Linked DNA regions of Zea mays: region 1 is linked to region 2. The links are chromatin contacts, called in public Hi-C maps. All regions are on one chromosome and are shown on one strand. Each heading gives the region's core, a stretch centred on a gene start, on an enhancer-like site or on the middle of the called end of the contact. The rest is flanking DNA. Distances are from core to core; before and after follow the strand shown. Region 1 holds the start of LOC100273579 (phenylalanine ammonia lyase9). Region 2 holds the start of LOC541999.

Evidence for each region. A called contact is a pair of places that touch in the nucleus more often than the background predicts.
Region 1: a contact with region 2 is called in a Hi-C map of tassel, with 2.0 times the contacts expected there. The contact joins the promoter of LOC100273579 here to the promoter of LOC541999 in region 2. A contact is called at or near these places in 3 of 25 Hi-C or Micro-C datasets (ear, leaf and tassel).

Annotation. Positions count from the first base shown.
Region 1 is chr5:190,491,637-190,498,148 of Zm-B73-REFERENCE-NAM-5.0, forward strand. LOC100273579 (phenylalanine ammonia lyase9) reads right to left here and starts at 1,712. Exons shown (of 2, transcript NM_001147997.2): 1 at 1,148-1,712. The coding sequence starts at 1,560. LOC103627433 (phenylalanine ammonia-lyase) reads right to left here. Exons shown (of 1, transcript XM_008647730.4): 1 at 4,734-6,512. The coding sequence ends at 4,921.
Region 2 is chr5:190,279,105-190,286,254 of Zm-B73-REFERENCE-NAM-5.0, forward strand. LOC541999 reads right to left here and starts at 3,907. Exons shown (of 13, transcript NM_001351770.1): 1 at 3,506-3,907; 2 at 2,977-3,030; 3 at 2,756-2,802; 4 at 2,617-2,648; 5 at 1,782-1,883; 6 at 1,614-1,681; 7 at 483-559; 8 at 1-44. The coding sequence starts at 3,591.

The DNA of each region.
Region 1 (6,512 bases), core at 462-2,961, 210 kb after region 2:
TTCGCACACATGGACAGAGAGATATCTTGTCGGTGCAAGTAAATTATTCTTTTGCTTCATTTTGCCAGCTTTGGTGGGTAAGAAGCTTCCCGGATATGGGGCAGTTAGGAACTTTGATGAATGGAAATAATTCCACATGCTATGAGTAGTTGACTGCTTACTCTCACTCTCTTAATTGTTTGTTGCGCCATGGTTGTTTCATCGCTGGCACGCGTTCTTTATTACTCCTATGAGGAAGAACCAGTTTTCTGAAACGTACTGTTGAGCCTTTTTTTTAACTCGGTAAGTAGGATAAGGCGGCGAGACAAAGTCTGAAAAATGCAATCGTGTTGCTGGGTCTGGGCTGTGGTAAAAAAAAAGAGAACGTATTACAGCGCAGCGCCGAAGGTTGCCCATGTTTCTATGACTGACGGGCGCGGTTGCAGCCTGTGCACGAGCAACGCGTGCAACGTGAGCTCGAGCAACGCGCGGGCGGCGGCGGCGGCAGCGAACCCCCGTTGGGCGGCCACCTGTATCGGTCCGTCCAGTACTAGTGGAGTACGTAACCGAAACGGCTCACATCGAAGCGGTGAGCGAGCTACCGGTCCCGGACGCCGACGCCGACGCCGACGCCGACGCCCCAGAAAGCACGGGGTTTCCTCTTCTTCCGCACCTGCTTTCTCTCTTGCCCAACTATGCTGGTATGGTCGGTGGGACAGGGGTGGCCCGCCGAGCGGTGGCCAGTGACACCTAATTCTGGGCGGAGCGTGGGTGTACGCGTGCACCGTTGTAGAGGGCAGGTTCGGTGCATCCGACTGGGGTTTGCATGTGGGATGAACAGCCACAGGCCACAGCCTGGATGTGTCTTTTTTTTCTTCTTTTTCCATTTGTGCGGCAACACTGTTTTAATTTGGATACCAGTATAGTGCAGTATTATACTTGTACAGGTTGTAAGCACGAATGATGTGCACCAGCATGGATAAAAAGTTTGAGGTAGTTAACGTGTATTGCCAAGCCAACAACGACCTAGCTAACACCGCGCCCAAAAAAAAACTGAACATTTGTTTGCTTCAGTAACTGATGGGATCCCGTGCAGTAAACAACTAGCTGCTGTGGGAAAAAAAATAAAAGAAAAGAAATGAAGCGAAGTCAGTCCCAATCTTCTCACCTGATGAGCTCCCTCTGGAGCGCGCCGCCCTCCTTGGTCCTCCTGTGCGACGTGGCGCCGAAGCCGGTGGTGACGCCGTAGCTGTCGGTGCCGTTCATCATGCTGCTCATGACCCAGTCGCTGCTGGCCTTGACGCGGCCGCGGGCGGACTCGTCCAGCTCCACGCGGGCCTCGCCGCCGGCGCCCGCGGCCACGGCGGCCACCTGCCCGATGCTCAGGCTGGCGCCCTGGATCCTCACCAGCGGCTCGCGGAACTCCACCACCATCCGCTTCACCTCGTCCAGGTGGCTCCCGGACAGGTCCTCCGCGGCCTTGCCCCAGTTCAGGGCGTCGGCGCGCGGCGCCGCCGCCGCCGCCGACATGCACAGGCCCTCGCCGTTCAGGGAGCGGACAAGCCCGGTCTCGCACTCCATTGCGGTTGCGACACGTGCGTACGTACAAGAGTATAGAGAGGAGATAGCTGGGAGTACACGAGAGTAGCAGCAGTGCCACTAGCGGATTAGTACAGCTAATTGCGAGACAGACAGACAGACAGTGCTGTGGAAGAAGAGCTGGGGAAAGCTAGCTAGGCTCTTCCTGAGGAGAACGGTGGGGGGGAGCACGGGCTTAAATAGCGTGGCCACCGGTGGGAGAGGGAGGTTGTTGGGGGCCAGAGACTGGCATGGCATGGCAATCGGGGTGGGTAGGTTGTTGGCGGGCTGAGCTGACTCCGCGACGCCTCCCTCGCCCTTGGATGGGCCGGCCAACCATGTGCCGATGCGCGCCACGCCAGTGGCCAGCGCGGCAGCTTGCGTTGCGCGGCCGTGGCCTCCTGCCTGCCGTCCGCCTGGTGATAGGAGACACTGACCCGGCGCCGGACGACGGGCGCACCACACCAGATGCGGTTGCGCCCCAAGGTGGGTGGTCTGGTCACTGGCTGAGTGCGACGGGGTTGGTAGGGGAGCCCCCGTGTGTGTGGACGCGAGCTACTGCCTAGTCCTCCCTCCGTCAGTGTCGAGTTGGTCCGGTCCGTCGCCCGCCCGGACCTTACACACACGCAACGCAACGCAACCACTTGGAGATTGGAGATGCTGCAACTGCAGGCGTGCGAAATGTCACAGGAAATGGCTCGAAATGACGAGTCCACTTCGGGCCTGTTTGGTTCAGCTTTTTCTGACCAGCTTTTTCGAGAATATAGCTGTGGTGAGAATCTGGCTGTGTAGAGAATTTGAGTATCATTATGACTACGTGCAGAGGAAGATAAAGTTGTCTATGGGGCTCAGGATCTATAAAGTGACGGATTCCTACTATTGCGACGACTCAACCGATTATATGTTTATGTTGATTTTGAATGGTTTTTACCCAAACAAATTTTATAGAAACTGACTGAAAAGCTGAGTGTTTGGCAGTCCGCAGCAGCTTTTGGTGGCTAGAAGCTGCGAAAAGCCGAAACAAACGGGGGGCTTCGTCACATCAGCACTCATGACTCACGAGTCCGTCTCAGCTGTGGCCTATAGGATGTATAGCAGTAGTAGAGGTGTTCTGTTGCGATTTCTGTCCGGATTCTGCACCTGCAGAACGAACTTCCAAGGAAAGAAAGGCGCTCCGGATCTGGCGCAGCAATATGTGGAACTTTCACAAACAGCAGTGGCCAACCAAATTGTGATCATTAAAATTTGATGTGATAAACACTCATTGACGATCCCAAGTTCAGATAAGCGTACCGCGAAGATTCCACGCTTCAGCCTTTAATTTTGGACGAATGAAGTATTGTATTTCCATTTCTTTCAAAAAAAAAAAAAACGGTGGAGAGCAGGTGCTCCTAGGCAACATCCATCTAATGCACGAACCGCTACTCTTTTCCGATTTTTTCAAAGCGGGTGGTAGCAGCACTACTGTCACACGCGGTGGGTAGAGCATACTTCGTAGTGGGCGGCGACTATTCTTTGAGAGGGAAGACACAAAGGGTGACCATGTGCATGCTACAGATTATTTTCCCCTTGAAACGAATGCATGCTACAGGTTGTCCTTTTCTTTTACGTTTCAGTGGCATTTCCAAATAATTGGATCGGGCTGTTTACGGTCAAGGTTTTTAACTCTCGTCCAGCTCTTGGTGGCCTGTCAACTGACGCATGGTTTCCGCGTGGTTCGTTTCATGCGTGGACTATGTAAGGGTAAATATATATATTTTTTTTAAAAAAATTGAGCTTGAGCATAGGAATACGGCAACGACGGTTAAGCAAGTAGGTCTCTTGGTCTACGTAATACTCCGTATTTACCACTTAAATCTTTTATTGGACACTAGTAGAGAATCAAGCTTTAGTTTTAGGATTTAGTCATCAGTTGCATCGAGACTAATCCTCTCTTTAGTCCAGGGTCTAATGGCTAGTGTCGTAGATTGGCCTAGAAGGAACCTTTAGCTCTAGTTGGTGGATCCAATAGTAACCTTTACTATTGGTGGATCCAATAGTAACCTTTAGTATCGCCCTTGAGGTGAAACAACTCTATATTTTTTTATATTTGAAAAAAAGGTCAAAGGTTAAGTTGCTCTCAAAAAGGTACTCCCTCCGTTCTTTTTTATTTATCACGTTTTAGTTTAAAAATGAACTAGCAGACGATAACTATTCGAGAACGGAGGTAGTATTATCTAAAATAACTAGTTCTGAAAAAGTAGCTTCTACTTTATACATCTTTAGTTCATACTCCTTTGGTTGGCTTTCGACTTTTTAAAAGCAAAAGCAGCTCAAAATACAACCAAAGACACCTTAAATCTTGAAAAGCGCATCTTTCTTATAGACAATAGACAATGGGGCCTTGGCTACTACATTGGACAAGAGAACATTCATCCGTAGCCTTGGTCACAAGAGTCCTTGCCCTTTACAAGCAAGGTTATCTAGCACTAGTGTGAACATGTATCACTTGTAGGTATGGACATTCGATTTAAACCGAACGTTCGGTTTAATTTTCTTCAGTTTTATAAACTTTGAATTTTAAAAACTCCCAACCGACCATTGTGTCGCGAAAACAAAAAAAACCGAATAGTTCGGTGTTTGGTTTTCAGTTTAAACCAAAAAATGAACATCTGGTTAGCCACATATATTATGTTCTATACAAGCAAGCTACAAATGAATAACATTATATCACGATAATTAATAATAAAAATTCTACTTCTAATTCTATCAGTCAAACATAAGTACATCACTATTCATAACATTACATAGTTACTGAGTTCAAACATAACATTATATCAGTATTTAAAACTCATTTTTTTCTATGACTAGCCTGGCAAATGTATACGAAATACTATAATTTGAGATACTTTGTCTCCAGACACATATTAGTTAGAGTAATGTAAAAAATATTGCAGTTGTGTCGTAACATTTTAAAACCGTGGTATTGTATAACTATGGTTTTGAAATACTTTACTTCCAAACATGCCTAAAAAATATTTTCGGCGGTGAAACTGAACAGACAAATGGATCATGATTATCAAATCGGAGCCATGTTTAGGAGAAGAGGTTTGGAGGATGCAAAAGGGACTGCCGTTCCTACCCCGCGCCTTTTCTCAAGCAATGAAATATTTTCCAATTTCGCTGCTAAAACAAAATAATAACAAGAATGGAATATATATTTCTTGAAAATATAATGTTTCATAAGTAGAGTATGACCAGATAAACAGTCATTAGCCTTTGCTACCCGCCACGCAAAACTAAAGGAAGAAAAAAAAAATGATTTCGAACTATTGAACAATGAACACAACAGTCTTCTTCCTATCCGTCATTCCGTCTCTCTGTTCAGCAGATGGGCAGGGGCTCGCCGTTCCACTCCTTAAGGCACTCGAGCAGCGGATCGATGTGCTTGCCCTGGTTGATGGCAACGAGCACCTTGTTCAGCTCCTCGCCGGGAGAGCGCGTCTTCTCGCCGGTGAGGTACACGGCTCCGAGCTCCTCGCGCACGAAGCGGTAGAGCGGGTAGGAGCGGCAGTCGGTGATTCTGTTCGGTATCGCTGCCGTGCCGTTCTCGACAGCCGCCCGTGCAGCCTCAACCGCCTTGGGCAGCGCCGCGCGCAGGTCCTCCTCGAACTGGGCGACCTTGGCGAACACGGATGTCTCCGCGTTGAACTCAGCAGCGCCGTTGGCGAGGGCGCGCTCCACGAGCACGTTGCGAAGCTTCTTCATCAGCGGGTAGTTAGCGCTGCAGGGGTCGTCGGCATACGCGAACACCGCCTCGCGCTCGATCTCCTGGAGCAGGTCCTTCTCGCAGAAGCGGGCGACGTGGAGGCCACCGGTGGAGTCGGTGCTCAGAGTCTTCTTCGCCACCGTCATCACGCAGCTCTTGACGGCGCTCTTGACGTTCTCCTCGATGTGGCGCAGGTCCACGGCCTGGCACAGGGCGATCAGGAACGTCGAGGACATGATCTTCAGGATCTCGATGGCCTCAGCAGTCTTCCTGGAGGAGATGAGTCCCAGCGAGTTGACGTCCTGGTTGTGCTGCTCCGCGCTCTGCACGTGGTTGGTGACCGAGTTCCCCAGGAACTGCAGCTCGGAGCAGTAGGACGCCATGGCGATCTCGGCGCCCTTAAAACCGTAGTCCAAGCTGGGGTTACGCCCACCGGACAGGTTGGAGGGCAAGCCGTTGTTGTAGTAGTCGTTGACGAGCTCAGAGAACTGCGCAAACATGAGCTTGCCGATGGCTGCGATGGCGAGACGGGTGTTGTCCATGGACACCCCGATGGGCGTGCCCTGGAAGTTGCCACCGTGAAGAGCCTTGCTTCGGGCGACATCGATGAGCGGGTTGTCGTTGACGGAGTTGATCTCGCGCTCAATGGACTTGGTGGCGGCGCGGATAACCTCAATCTGTGGGCCAAGCCACTGCGGCGACGTGCGGAGCGCGTACCGGTCCTGCTTGGGCTTCATCAAGGGGTCGAGCTCGCCGAGCTTCTTGGCAAGCTTCATGTAAGAGCTGCCCTCCAAGATGTGCTCCATGATGGCAGCAGCCTCGATCTGTCCCGGGTGGTGCTTGAGCTTGTGGGTCAGGTGGTCGGTGTACTCCGGCTTGCCGTTCATGACCTCACAGAACACGGCGGATAGGACCTCGGCGAGGATGGCAAGGATGTTAGCCTCGAAGAGCACAGTGGAGGCGAGGCCAGAGCCCACGGCCGTGCCGTTCACCATCGCAAGACCCTCCTTGGGCTGCAGCTCGAAGAAGCCGCCCTGGATTCCGGCAATCTTGAATGCCTCGGCGGCGTTCACCTTGCTGCCGTCAGGAGCGACCGCAACAGAGTTCTCACGCCCGGTGACGAGGCCGGCAATGTAGGAGAGCGGCACGAGGTCGCCGGACGCGGTGACCGTGCCGCGCAGCGGCAGGCACGGCGTGACGTTGGCGT
Region 2 (7,150 bases), core at 2,657-5,156:
TGTAAGGAAAAATCCAGCAATGTAGATGTATTTTGCCTTTTCAACTGTCATCAAGAATATTATATTTGTCAGGTAAAGAAAACTATTGCATCTTAAGATAAATAGAGAGCAAATAAAGATAATCGATCAGTTAAGGCCAATAAAACATTGAGTCTAAATTTTTTGCTAACCTCAAATCAACTGTTTAAGTGTTTATGCAGATTATTTCACCCAACAAAAAATTGTAATGATTCATTTCTTGGTGCAACTCAAAAATACAGTACAAACCATCTACCATCTTCTCCACAAGTCCACAGAAAACAGATAAAAGTAAAGTAGCTGTGCCATTGCTAGAGTACTCCAAAGTAGTGTGTGTTGTTATGAAAGATTGTGCAGTATTGAGAAACTTTAGAACTTCAAACTAAACATACATAAATCCTCCCAGCAAACTAAAAAGAGTGGTTTAGCAAAAACAAAACAAGTGCTCAAAAGATATATTATACCTAGTGCCCAGTTCTCTGGTCTCTTTAGATGCTCAGATTTGTAACAGTTTGCCGCTGACAGATTTGCAATCAATGACCTGGTTACAGAAGGAAATAACTGATCATTGCAGAAGAAATTGTTGGCAATCAGAATTTTTTGTGAAATGGCATGATGCAAAAAAACGTGAATTCACTGACACAAAACAGATGATAGGACAGAATTTTATCTAACTAAAAAAGGACAGATTCAGTACCAAAGGCTTCCACATAAGTGGGGTCTTTTTTTGAAGTAAAGGCAGGAGCTCTGTCGCTCAATTAAGACAAAATAGAAATATGTACAAGAAGGTACCAAAGCCCAACGTGGAGCCAACATTGGACACACGAAGGGCAAACCCACCAACGTGACGTGGAAGAGCACACACTGCCATGAGTCATCGTTGCCAAGCATAACTACAAAGCAGCCAGCAGCTCCGACTTCCCATGGCAAACCCCAAACGATCCAAACGACAACAGCTTCCACATAAATGGGGCCTTGGAATGGATTAACCAACACAAGACTCCCCCCAAAAATGCAGAGAGACTGCTTCGAACTCGCGACCTATTGACTCAGTGGGACAGCTCTCACCACTGCATCAGGTCAGTCCTAACTACAAGAATTTAATATTAAAGTTGGGAAATGCTTTTGGGAAGAAGTATGGAACAGAGTCCAACACTTTCCTGAAAATTTATGCATTCGAGTATGTCATGGCAACTTGGCAAGGGACAGCAAAACAGCAAGAAAAGGTACAGTGCCTGATCTAGTTTTGACGTGGTAAGTAGCGATAGAATTAACAAGAGAAAACAACACAGGAAGTAGTTACCAACTTGTTTAGCATTATCTCCAAAGATAGAGAATGCAATTACCGTGCCAAAATTGTTCCAGAGGCAAAATTGTAAACCTCAACCTACACATGCTAGTGATGATGAAATCAAAGATGATCCTTAGCAACTTGAGCACTGAGCTTACAGAGAATCAAAGAGCATATAGAATGACATGAAAACACATTATCACATGCAAAAGACCTATTTAATAGTCACTAAACAGTGAACACAATGTAAAAACAACACTGACAGCAGATGTTATAAAACAAAACTGGTATTTAGACAACAAACCTTTCACCACCAACAACACATACAGCACATGTGCCAGTAGGAGCAGTCTCATCCTCGTAGTAATGAGCCTGAGTATGCGACGACATCAAGGCCATATGAGTGAATTAACCAATAAATTGCAACAAAACTGTCTAAAGTAACATGAAGACAATGAGATTAAAAACTAACAGTAACTCCTGCAGCTTGAGCGTTTTTCTTCATTTCCTCACCAAACTTGTCCTTTCCAATGCATCCCATGTAACTTGTTGCACCAGGAGTTTGAAGCATCCACTGAAAACAATGACATGTCATCAACAAATTGATGTAACTACAGAGGCAGTGAAGAGGGACCTGAAGGAGTGGAATATTGATAAAGAGCTCGCCGTGGATAGGAAGGGGTGGAAGTGTGCAATTCACGTGCCAGAACCTTGATTTATAGTTCCGCTTTTCCTCCTTAATCATTTGACCTTTTCTTGTGCCCATTTAGACCTTGCTGGTTCTTGTGGGTTTTATCTCTTTTATGTGTTCCCTCGTTTCGTCGTTTCCGGTTCTCCTTTGACTTTGTTTCCCCTGTTTTCTTTGGGGTTGAGCTCTGAGGTTTTCATACGGGGTTTCATCTCTAGCCTACCCCAACGTGCTTGGGACAAAAGGCTTTGTTGTTGTTGTTGTTGTTGTTGTTGTTGTTGTTGTTGTTGTTGTTGTTGTACAGTTTTGGTTGTTCGCATTTTAGTATATTATAAAGGCTGATTGGATGATGTAGTTTTAGAAAACTGTGGCATCATGAAACCGTGGTTTTATAATCCAAAGACATACAAAAAACCATGTTTTAGACAAAAGAGGTCAAGAAAGGAGTTTCTAGAACTCGAAAAAGACTACAGCTTTAACAAAACTATGGCTTTAGAAAACACAAAGCCACTTGTATCCAAACACCCAGAAGCTTTTGAAAACCAGAGTATTTTGCAAAAGTGTAGTATTTATCCGGTAGTCCAGAAATACTGTCTCCAAACGAGGCCTGAGAGCTTACTTGGGCAACCCTGATAGAGTTCTGGGTGGCTCCTGTGATAAGAATAAAAAGAATGAAGATACAAACCATCAGAGGAGTCACCAAGTTGTAACAATTCATGGACTGCAATACTGCATAAACATGTTATAAGAAACATTACCTCCGGCAATATATTCAACATTGCTCTTGCTAGCCAACTCGTCATACCTGTCAAAAAAACACACCTTATTATTAGATAAACAGCATGCAACAAGACACAGTATTGGAATGCAAATATGTCTTCTCAGTAAATTTAAATAGACAACAACTCAAAGTTCAGCAACAAAAAATACATGAAAAAATAATGACATATAAAGTAGCATCAGTGATACATATACTTACATAGGCAAGTGCTTCTCCTCAGCGAGAATAGCATTGTTCAGCTTGATGTCATACCTAAAACAGGGGTGAGAGAAGTATGTTAGTATCACATCATTATTACAACACCCAACTATTATACGAGTAGTAATAATCAAGCATCATGGCATGGCATTGAGGCCACCGCCTGTAGACCCCGCAAAAATTGGAGATCTAGAATGTTAAAGCATAAATTGGACGGGAAACAGTGATAGCTATGCATCAATGAACTGAAGCGCGGCGACAACGCCTGCGGATCGCTATGGTATTTCGTCAATTAAACAATTTCGGACCAGTGTCCGGTACTCCGGAACCCCATGCAGATGTCTGCCTTTCGCTGTACGTGCATGCATCTAAGATTAAGCTACAGCCTACAGGCAAAACGGCGTTTCCGTCACGGATCTGATGAGACTACATAGCAAAACCACCGAAAGCAACCAAAACACTACGACTAGGAGTAACTCAATTCCTATAAACAGATCAGACACGAGAGGGCGAGGGTACGACCGCTTACTTTGTCAGGAAGGCGTCATCGACGACGGCGGAGATGTCGAGGAGGGGGTTGCCCATCCCCAGGAGCACGCCCTCGGTCGCCGCCATTTCCTCTCTTCTCCCCTCCACACGAACGAAGCGGCGGCGCAGGTGACTGAGATCTGAGGCTTGTGTTTGAGGAGAGGGCGAGGGCTCGAGCTCGAGTGCGCTGGGTGTGAAGTACTGAAGTGGGGATTGGTGCGGGGTTTTAGTTGGGCTCGCCCGAACCCCGGATGGCCCACCTGTCACCCTCCTCGTGTTCCGCGGGGGTTGGTGGGCTTGCGGGCGTAACGAGATCCTTGCCCGCTGCTCGTACGCAGGTGATGCTACATGATTTCTCTGACATGTGGCCACGTACGCCTCGATTGGCTGGTTTGTGGTTCGGTGGGTGCGTTGGGTCTGGGTGTACCGCAAGAGTTGGTGGAGGATGCGCGGGTCCTTTTCGCCCACCAACCGCATTGACAGAACTTGAGATCAGTCGGTTCTCGAGGCGGATTGCGCCGCTGCCCACGCTGGGTTTTACAAACAAACAAAAATGTAAAAAGGCTCACAATTTTGCAGCCCAATCACAAAAGTTGGCCCGTGCGAAAACACTCAGCATATCATTTTTTGTGGGTCTAATAGGCAGGTAGTATGGTGCCTAGCCACATCATGGACCACGAACTAGCTAAAATTGTTAAGAACTACGTTATCACGAATCACCAGATCCGCTCTCTTCCCTCCCGTCAGCAGTAGAGACGCAAGAAGCTGTAGAGAACATGTCTCCCTTTCTATAAGCACGACAGAGGAAACACACGAAACACAGAATATAGGGTTGAGCCTCTGGCCTCTTTCTGATCTATGTATTATGAGGGGGTGTACAGGTTCCTTATATAGAGATGTGAGACCTCTCAGTGGCAAAGCAGGTATTTGCCCACATAACCCTAACTAAGGTTACTTAACCCTCCCCATTGGGCGAATACCGCAACCAACACATGCCTCGTTAAAACTCCGAAAAACCCAGTGGAAAAATGTGGAGAAAGAGTGCATGGTGATACAAATTGCATTTGCACTTTGTTGCCTCGTTAAAAACCTCATGTGAGAAACTTCAAGAAAACTCACCAAGGGAAAAAGAGTACAACAGCTGTCATCGGGACAAATTTCGATCCTCTGGGATCTAGATTCTATCGAATCTTCTACAAGGGCTAACTTTAGGAATGTGCTCCCCATGATCCTTGCAAAACCGTATCAATAAAGCAAAACATCTTCTTCTGGAAGTATATGCACACAAAGATTTAGCAAACGGATTGCATATCCTTGCAAGGACTATTTCAGGAACTTTACCCCTACTCACTTCTAGGATATACGAGGTAAGTGCATGTATCAATATAAATAAGCCACTTTGACTGATGGTGTTCGATCGACTGGATCTATATATTTGATAGAAAGTTCCATAAAGGTTCACATATTAATCATCAAGCTCACGCCTTCAGGGCATAGAATATGACATTTATTGTCTCACGATTGTGATCAATATAAGCATTCGCTCCCCTTGACGATGATATCTGTCAAAGTCGTTATCTCTCGTAACTCAAGCATATTCTTCAAAATATATGTCTCATTGTTCATATGGAATAACGAGAATGGATGAGGTTGGGGTGCTATTATTTTCTATCTTACACCACAATTTATACATAGTTGTGCAAAGCAAATAACGTGTCCTTCAATAGGACTTAGGGGATAATCTAGTTACAATAGTACATATTCTAAATATGACACATGGCTCCGGGCGTTCATCCTTTGCAACATCTATGATGGTGTAACGAAAGTCCATCAAAGATCGTAATCCATCAGGGATTTTTCATCGATCAAATATATCGTTATAGTCTGTCATTCTGGCACAATGGGGATATTTTGCCAGTAACACCTAAACCTTATAGGTTTCTGCTATCGTGGCTTTAGAGGATACCGTAATTCCACATATAGTGGAAATTACCATGAGTAAAACTCATGGAATGCACATGTGCTAATTCGGTGAACTTCAAGTCCTTTGGTACCTCATCTTATTCCTTTTCGAGTCTATATGGGTCTTTATCCCTTTATAGGGATTATCAAACTTTGGTGTTTAACACAGACTTTATTTCTTCTGGAAAAGTTCCATCAAGGAACTATAATCTCATCTAGGAGATATTCTCTTTACATAGGAGAGTGTTCATTCGTCAGGAATGTATTATTCGGTATGAGATTTATATGTTGCATATTTATAATTCAAAGATATGGGTCCTCCTAGGATCTCATGACGGATCTTCAGAATCCTATTAACTGCATAATTTAATTCATGCCATTTGCCAAATATATTACATAGCAGAACAATGTTTATTCAACACATATGTGGGATGAGTCTCTCACAAGACCACTTGAACCATCACATTCACCACGCATTATTTCAATAGTGCCTATAAATGTTCGAACTTCAAGCTCGTGACTTTCATTTTGCGATTATTGGTTCAGCCTCGATTGCATTTATCAATGACCCGATAAGAGAGCTTAAAGCACTCATGCCTAGGACTTTGTTTTGGATCCATTTGCAATCTAGAGGGCAAGATAGGTGTCGACATATTTGTCTCCCACATTTAATAATGATCTCCGTCATTTCCCAAAACGAAAGATTCATTGTCCTATATTCCCAGCACAATGATATTGCGCGCATTGCTAGGAATTTCATCATCAAGATGAACCTCTTCGTGAGGCAAATCACCATCAGGGTGAATTAATCGGAGGAGAGTTATCACAGACCACGTGAATCTGCAATTAGAACATATGCTTTGACTAAGGCTGATGGATCATATTCGCAGGCGTCCCCAAGAATAGATCAAATGCTAATAAGTCAAATGTGGATATGATATTAATCCCGAGTATGTCCACATCTATATCAGGTAGAAGCATTTAGACCAATATGGTTACTCCTTAATGATTTCTGGCAAACTCCATATACACAGGAGTACACACCGAACGACAGGTTCAGTTTGGCTTTTGTGCGTTTAATAGAACATTTTGAGGCATTACATTATATGGGCATTCCTCCCCCTAATGCCGAGATGTTCTAAAAGCATACAGATAAAATCTCCAACCACAATCATCCAGTTGTGGCCAATGTATGCTATCGTGGTGATTTATTTGAGAAATCTTACGCACATTATAGATCGGAGTTTTATGCAGTGATGCCAGTGAGCTTTAGACTTAGATTAATGTAGTGGCATGAATACTACATATTTTTCCTTCAACATGAAGGGTTAGTCTCAACATCTAGCAAGACACGCAATAACAAGTTGCTTCGTGTTTACAATTCTGCAAACTTATTGTTATTATTACCAAATGCACAGTCGATCATTAAGATTTAGACTAACATGCACAACACTATTTTATCCATAAGGGTCCTTCAGGGGCTCATGAATTCCATTCGTCGTTTGGAGCCATTAGTTGACTTCAGATCAACAAGTAAAATGACCATCAGGGTCTAACGCTCACAAAGACATTCACTGGTTGCATTGTGCGTTTAAGCACATAGGAAAATATGTGTGTAGATAATGGTAGTAAAGTGCACGGCATCAGGCCAATGCTGCCAAGCAAATATTTTTATATGCATAGA